Linked DNA regions of Zea mays: region 1 is linked to region 2. Evidence: chromatin contacts called from public Hi-C data. All regions are on one chromosome and are shown on one strand. The core of a region is the stretch at or near the end of the contact, and the rest is flanking DNA. Distances in the headings are between cores, read along the strand shown. Region 1 holds the start of LOC100280575. Region 2 holds the start of LOC100276868 (loricrin-related).

Region 1 (3,942 bases), core at 1,410-3,909, 220 kb after region 2:
TAGAGGTGCAAACTGAACGTGTTTGTGCAGGTACAGGACAAAAGTGGAGGTCAACGGCATATGGTGGTCCCAAATTGTACTCATGAAACCTCATACAGGACGAGAAACCCTGATCCCCAAAGCCATTGGAGGATAGCATCATCCACATCTATGGATGGTCACCACTGGCAGGCAGAACCCTAATCACAAACACACAGATTCTTCACTTCTTGCTGCTGGAAACAAGACCAAAGGTTCCTTGGACTACCTTTGGTGAGTCCGGAAATTGCAGCAGCCAGGCCCACTAGAGAAACTCACAGTAGTTACCACCCTGTGAACTTTATGATGGCAATTTGGATGGGGGATCTGGATCACCACAAGTCCCGGGCAAACCATATCCATATTTACTATGATGTGCCTCCTTCAGCAGAGCACTGATGACAAACAGAGAAGAATAGTGTGCCAAACGAATCCCCACCCAACAAAAAAAAACTGGAAGGAATAAAAAGGCACAAATATCACGTTCACTACTACTCAGCAGTTTGCACAAAACAAATGCAAAGGGGGGTTCCACTTCCACTAAGTGCACCACACAGGGCCGATCGCACGCATCGTCCACAATATCAACATCATCTTACATGGTTAAAAGGTTCTCTCTCAAAACACTCGCAGTCTCACAAACCAGCTACATGAAGGCTTGGGATGGAGCTCAAGACTGGATTGGCTTGATCTTGAAGTGAAGGTTGATGAGCGAGAACACGAAACACTTCAGATCCTGCATTAAGTGTGGACGTCAGGAGTGCATCTCATTTACAGTGCCATGTCCTGTGCACGACAGAAGTACGAGTTTTTTTCCACCTTACGATGTAGGGGAAGCCAAACATCAACATGATTCACTAAGCTAGCCCAACATAGGGTTAAGAACATGTTCGCATAATCACATTTATATGATTGTGGGATATTATTCAGATTATGTTGATGAAGAGCATGTATATGACACATATAGTATTGTTCCTAAAAAAACATGACAGTATAGATACAACAGTTTCTGAACCATTGAGTATGACATGTACAAAAAACCTAGAAAAGCAAGATCCTTTTAGAAAGAAAAAATGACACATTTTACTGCTAAACCCCAGAAGGAAGCTTTAAAAGGGAAATGCTAATGTGTCTTCACAAGTTCACATAACAAAGATCTTTTTTGTCAGATTTAATGAGCACAAAACAATGGGTTGTATGGAATTAAATGTTGACAAGAAACAGTTTGCCTAAGAGAGGTGACTCTTTTCTTGTTGAGCATTTATATTGTACAGTAATTTTCAGTTTCATATAAAATCAATTATCCTAGAACAGCTAAGGAACATCTTTCTCCTCCAAAGAAACTTGTTCATCTAAAATTATTAAACTTGATATTCCTCTGGTGCCCACAGGTATAAAATAATGATGCCTACTATCATCAACTAGCCTCAGCAGCTAATCAATTCAATTTAACCATTATTTCTCTGCTGCGCATAAGTTCAGCATAAGAACTGATCAGCACAAAAAAAAAAAAGATGATGGAACCATCAGAAGGATCCCAAGTCTGGTGAATATGAACCAATGTCTGGCTAAGGTACAATCTAACATCAAGGTCACAAACAATAGTTCTGAAAGCTACCGGTAGTATAAACTGCACAACGGAACGAACAAGCATATTCTCAGTTGCTTGTCCTCCTTTGTCACAAGTCAGAAGCCAATTTTTGTTCCTTGTTGTCCTGAATTTGAGAATCCAGGTGTCCCCACAAGTCACAAGCACACAAGCAAGGTATTTAGTGCTAGCGTCAAGTTATCAGACACGGAAAAAATATCTATCATACTGATCATGTGCTTGTTATTAATACATTGTCAGGTAGAGCTTAGAACCATGAAAATTCTGGAGGGCCACAGGAAACAAACAATATCTGTATTTGTCATGGTTGAGGGGGAACCTGGACAAGGTAGTAGAAGATCCGGAGGCCCTCCGGGTCCTTGCTGGACTGGACATCGACGAGGGAGCCGATCTTGGAAGTGGTGAATGAAATGTGCTCGTTGCCCATGACGATCTCGAGCTCCTGGCGGCCGATGCGGTCGGGCTCGGGCCAGTTGCTGTCGTCCTCCTTCATGATCTGCGACCGGGGTAGGGGGGTCAACCGACAAACCAATCAAACAGACAAAATGAAACCGGCTCTTCAGCGGCAAAACCTAGCTAGGTTTTCGGTAGAGACCGAGAACACAGTGAAGAAAAGAAAATGGGAGCGCGCATACGTCGGACTCCTGGATGATCCTCCTGGCCTCGCGGAGGACGGAGGGCGAGACGAAGACCTCCTTGCGGATCATGGTGTCGTTCTTGTAGTTGGAGTTGTTGGCGTAGCGGAGCTTGCCGTCGGGGCGGAACTCGAACTCGAGGAACTCGTGCCCGAACTTGCCCTTGTGTCCCACGTAGTAGCGCAGGTAGAACTCGCCCTCGCCCTCGCCAGCGCCGCTGTTCTCGCCGCCGGCCGCCGCCATAGATTTCCTTTTTTTTTCTCCCCTTTGCTGCCCTTCTCGGCGATTGGAACGGAACTGGATTTGGGGTTCTGGAGTGGACGGTGAGGGTGGGCACCGCAAACGTGCTCGCCTCCTCTTCCAGTCTTCCTCCTATCGTGACTCGTGTAGAGTAATCTGCAAATATCCATCAATCTGGGCCGTACGTCTCTTGACCTAACGGAGGAGACAGTTTGCGAATATACCCAAAGTTGGGATTGCGACTATTATCCCAGTCCAAGACTTTGCAATTTGCCCCCTGGTTCATCCTGGAGCTGAAGGAAATCCAGGCTCTCTCTCTCGTCTCTGAATGTCACTTGAGTTTCTTTTATCAGGTGCCACAAAGTTGATACTCAAAAAGATTTCAAATAGCCCTACTCTACTGCAAGCTTTTAGACTTGTCGATTGATGCTAAGGTTTTCCATCTGATTTTATTTTAATAGAGAAATGGCAAGCAGCATAGATTCAACATGAACAAAAAAGGAAAACGATGGAAAATAACACGTTCAAAACGATTGAGATCCCTGATCTGCCTCTTCACATAACAAATCAATACGAATCCGTTGCCAGGCCACAGTGCACAAACTCGCAACAATTTCATTTTGCAGCAGCAAAAGACTGAACCTACAGCTGCGCAGTTTGAGAGACTCTGGGCCGCTTGGAAGCCGCCATCAGCTGGACAAGCGATGGCAGGGGGCGCGGCACCGGCACGTTCATCGACCTGTACAGCCTCCTCAGGCTCGCGTTGAGGCCCTTCGATGATCCGACAACGGTTGAAGAATCGCTCGCCCTTTCAGAGTACTGATGATCAGTGCTCCTCCCAGTTCCTGGTGTAGCGGTGGTGCCATCCTCTAGAACATGCGCAGCTGAGACCATCCCTTCAGTCGCTTCCGTACCTTCGTCAGTAGTCATCTTATGCCTGCAAACTCCCGCCGTCAAACGAGCACGAGCATTCAGGTTTTGTTCTTGCGCCCCCAGTTCAGCCGCTGTGTTCCCTCTGTCATGTTCAGTCTCTACACCTTTCTTTCCACCTTCAGTTAGATCAACTACTTCTACTCCGTCATCAGATTTGATGTCGTTCAGCAGCTCAGATTCATCACAGATCGGATTGTGCTCCCTTGTTGCAGCTTCAGTTAACCCAACCACTTGAATAGGCTTACTATGTCTACAAAACTCAAGCTCAGTTGCAGAATCCTTGGCTTCAAGCTCATCGTCACCAATGATCTCGGCACTCTCATACTCATAGTTCCACAGTTCAGGTTCGTGTTGTGGTAATCCGAACCTTGCGCTTCCGAAAAGCGTGACAGGTGGCTCGACTCTGACCTCGAAATCAACCACTGCTGCTTCTGCACCCTCCTCCGGTGCTTGGCTGATATCATCAGAGGGAGCACAAGCGCTGAACACTTCCTCGCGCTTCTCGAC
Region 2 (4,039 bases), core at 880-3,379:
GTACGCGGTGAACACCGCGCACCCCAGGATCGCCGACTCCGTGTACGGCAGCGAGGCGGGGAGGACCGCCAGCGCGTTGGCTGGCACCACGCAGTACTCCGCAAGGCCTCCCATGCTGTACATGTACACCGGCTTCCCTGAAGCAGGCGGAGGATGCTTAGTTTTTCAGGGCCTGGTGCGTCCGGCGATCGATTGTGCTGCAGTGATGCGTGACATGCATGATGCGGGTGTGTTTACCGTTGCCCCGTAGGAACAGCCGCGTCTCGCCGTCGTAGAGCGTCCCTTTGGCGCGGTTGTACGCGAAGAAGGACTCGCACAGGTCCTCTTGGCCCTGTACATCAATGCACATGAGCATAGTCAGCAAGAATGAAAAGCGCAGAACACAGGAGAGGAAAATGAAAGGGATATATATGCCATGACATTCGACCAAGAGAAGCTCTACCTTAACGCAGTAGAAGCAGTTCCCACATGGCATTATGAACGCGCCGACGACGTGGCTTCCTACTGGGAACCTGAAACGACGACGTACGTTCAGAAGAAGGGGACCGTGAAGACGGCAGTATGATATCTGACGAACTGAACTGAACTAGCAGCCCCTGCCCCCTGGTAGTGCTAGTGCATGGCCGGCCAACAGCAAATCTGTCGCCTTCACCTCGGGCGGTAGATATAGCATACCTGCTGATGATCTCCGCGGGGGTGTGCGTGCCATGGTCGACGACCTCGCCGGTGATCTCGTGGCCCACGACGCAGGGGCTGGAGAAAGGGAGCTCGCCTTTCAGGACGTGGAGGTCGGAGTGGCACACCCCGCAGGCTGCACACCAAGTCGGCGAACAACACCTTGTCAGACGAGGGTGCTGGGAGGAGTCATCAGATCAGTCCGTCGAAACGAATCCCCCCCAGGGAATCCAGTCTGCCACTCCCGCACTCGAATGGAGAAGCATCGGGAAAGGCGGGACCTTTGGTCTTGATGAGGAGCTCGCCGGCCTTGGGTCGCGGCATGTGGAACTCCTCCAGCGTGAGCGGGCGCCCGGGCTCCCAGAACACGGCGCCGCGCATGTAGCTGGGCCCGCCCGCGACGTGGTACCCTACGGCGGCGGAGTCGGGGCCGGCCGCGGCGTCGGAGAAGGAGCGGCGGCGGAGAGCCCCCCCGATCCGGCGGAGGAGGGCGCGCGACGAGGACATGGCCATGGCCCTGGACCAACTGAACTCGGCAGCAGGCAGCAGGTGCAGTGCAGTGCAGTCAACCGAAGCAAAGCTTCCGTGCAGACTCTCAGAAGCAACTGCCCCCGGCACACTTACTTATTTTAACACCCAGCGTCGTTTGGATTTGGATGGGCTCCTTGACTGATATGGTGAAGTGGTGATCATACCTAGCTCCATAGCAGCCTTTGACATGGATAAGGATTACCGCAGCCGACCATCCAATCCAATTCTGCTGCACTGCACATGAATAATAACCCCTTGATAAAAAAAAAGATTACCTAGACTTCACATGCATCGGACTCGGTCCGGTGGCTGCTAATCCGAACAAATCACCAACCACTCCTCCAAATGCAGACACCGAAGACTGCCGGCAGCGGCTGCTGCATCAGAATCTTGATACCAGCCATGTGCAGCAGAACACTCCAATCCATCAAACGCTGTGATATTTTGCTTACAACCAAATCACCAGTTCTTTAAATCCGGACTAGTTCTGTAGAAATTAGTATAGATATTTATATCTGCAAGGTGTGATCTTCTGTTTATAACCAAATCAGTTCTTTTAATCCGGACTAGTTCTGTAGAAATTAGTATCAATATATTTATATCAGCAAGTTGAAGGAGATAATCTTCTTTTTTTTTCCTTGCGTGGGGACTACCGACTACGCGGCGTGCATGGGCCGCCGATTTCTGCCCAGAACTATCGAGCGCTGCAGCATTCCGGCCCACTCCGAGCTCCAACCGAGGCCGAAGCCGAACGGCTCGCGTCAGCCTCGTGAAGCAATGGAAAAGAGACAGAAAAAAGTAAGGCCCATCACCAGATCCAGTGACGGCGAACGCCAGCCAAATCGCGAACTGCGAATCGCGATGGCGACGAGCCGACGAGGGATTGTTTTTTTTTCTTTCTGCAACTTGCACTTCTCAAAGGCAAGCCGAAGCTGCCCTTGCCCACTCTTCTTCTCCTCTCCCCCCTCTTTCTACTAAAAAAATACTCCTCCCCACACTAAACTAGTGCCAAATTGCTTCCGCATTCCCTCCCTGCATTCCCCTCCTCCGAGTATCCGACCCATCGGCGGTCCTCTCCCTCGTGGCGACGGCCGCTCCACCGCCGCTGCCGAGTGGGTCTTGGCCGGCGACGACCGCCCACCGGATACAGCAGCAGGGTATGTGTGCCCGCCGCCCCACCCCTTCCCCTCTCCTCGCTCCCTTCCATGCCTTGCGGGACTGTAACCGGACACCCCTAAACCCTAGCTGGATCCGATCTAGCCAGCAGCCTGTATGTATACTCCGCGTATTGTGTACTAGCATATATATTTGTATGTATGCCTACTGGTAACTTTGCCTTTTTTATTTTATTTAAATTTTTTTTTGCAACAATTACGAGTGTACTTACATACATGCCGCTTTACTGCGCCTGCGCGCGGATTAGCCGCGCCGATCGTCGCTCGTGCGCGGGGGTTCCTCGACGTAGCTAGCTCGCCGTATGTTTTTTCGACCGTTGCTCGCCTACTTGTTTGCCCACTTAAAAGCCACTGTAGGTTCTTTGTTCATGGCCACACCAGTCCTGCTGGCACTGAACCTGACATGCACTGGGGCTATTGTGCCACACATTTATTGAGTTATTGTTCTTGGTTGGCACTAAGGCGCCACGCCGCCACCGCCCGCCCACGCATTAATTAATCTTGCAACCGTAAGAGCATGTCAAACAGGAACGAGTTATGAATCCTTAAGATAACTTCTTTGATATTGTTATGAATCAATACGACACAAAGTAGATCAAACACAGAAAATACACAGATTTAACGTGGAAAACCCCTCCAAGGCGAATGGGAAAAAACCACAGCGCCGGCCAGCAACAATCTCACTATTTTCGGGTGGTTACAGATCGTAGGAGATTTACAATGAGATAACTACGCCCCGGCCCAAGCCTTCCGGCGACGGGCCTCCGCTTTGCTCGACAACTTGGCCGCCTTCTTCAAAATTTGGATCACAAACTCAACATATAGGATAGCACCACCTTTCCGAATCCAATCCTGACCGATGTTTCTTCGTTGCACATCATTTGTCGCTGTCAATAAATCTGGGTGGTTGTTTCCCCACTTGTGTAGTAGTGTGTAGCATACTACCTGAAACTACTGTTAATTTCTCATGTAGTATGTGTTGAAGAATGGTTTGGAGCTAACAATACAGACACCAACTTTTGGTAATGATCGGAACCGACTGGAGTGTAGCAATGAATCTCTAATTGCTTGCAATATAACCAGATACCTCATTCACATGGATTTTTTTTCATGTTACAGACTAGTAGCCAAGAACAAAGAGGCTAGCTAGCGGTGATAAAGTTTTCATAGGTACAACAATAAAACTGAAATTTGTGGTATGCAAATAATACAGTTATCTTTCTTCATATGTATTGCACTTAGAGCAACCAATCATAGTGATTAAACATGGCCAATTTAACCCAATTCTCAAGCACTCAAATTGTGCTATTTCACAAAACTACCTGATCATCAAACTGTCTGCTTGTTTGTTTTAACATATCCTTTTACACTCCATTCAGGTGTATGTTTGGGAGCCTTATTTGGATCCTGGTATCTTCTATCAGTCATATATCTACTGTTGCTGATATTGTATCTCTGTTTCATTATCTGACAGCTTTATGCTGGAAACTTCTGCAGAAAAACACACAACAATAATGGGGCACGACCATATGTCTCGTATAAAGGTATCTTAAATCTGTTCTTTGAGTAACATGTATAGGTATATGATCAATCACATCGTCCTAATTTTTTGTGTTCTTTTCTTTGAATTCAGATGCATATGGCAGAAGGTTCTTTTG

What was found. Hi-C and Micro-C count contacts between places; a contact is called where the count stands out from the background.
Region 1: a contact with region 2 is called in a Hi-C map of ear, with 8 times the contacts expected there. The contact joins the promoter of LOC100280575 here to the promoter of LOC100276868 in region 2. A contact is called at or near these places in 18 of 25 Hi-C or Micro-C datasets (bundle sheath, ear, endosperm and 5 more) and 2 of 3 datasets of contacts at active chromatin or transcription factors (leaf and seedling).

What each region holds. Positions count from the first base shown.
Region 1 is chr4:41,854,067-41,858,008 of Zm-B73-REFERENCE-NAM-5.0, forward strand. LOC100280575 reads right to left here and starts at 2,660. Exons shown (of 3, transcript NM_001153494.1): 1 at 2,263-2,660; 2 at 1,947-2,123; 3 at 484-754. The coding sequence starts at 2,505. The coding sequence ends at 689.
Region 2 is chr4:41,638,243-41,642,281 of Zm-B73-REFERENCE-NAM-5.0, forward strand. LOC100276868 (loricrin-related) reads left to right here and starts at 2,130. Exons shown (of 6, transcript NM_001150572.1): 1 at 2,130-2,363; 2 at 3,501-3,551; 3 at 3,761-3,791; 4 at 3,879-3,925; 5 at 4,015-4,039. The coding sequence starts at 3,896. It overlaps LOC100274499 (GroES-like zinc-binding alcohol dehydrogenase family protein), which reads right to left and starts at 1,261. Exons shown (of 8, transcript NM_001148857.1): 1 at 957-1,261; 2 at 676-811; 3 at 443-512; 4 at 238-331; 5 at 1-137. The coding sequence starts at 1,188.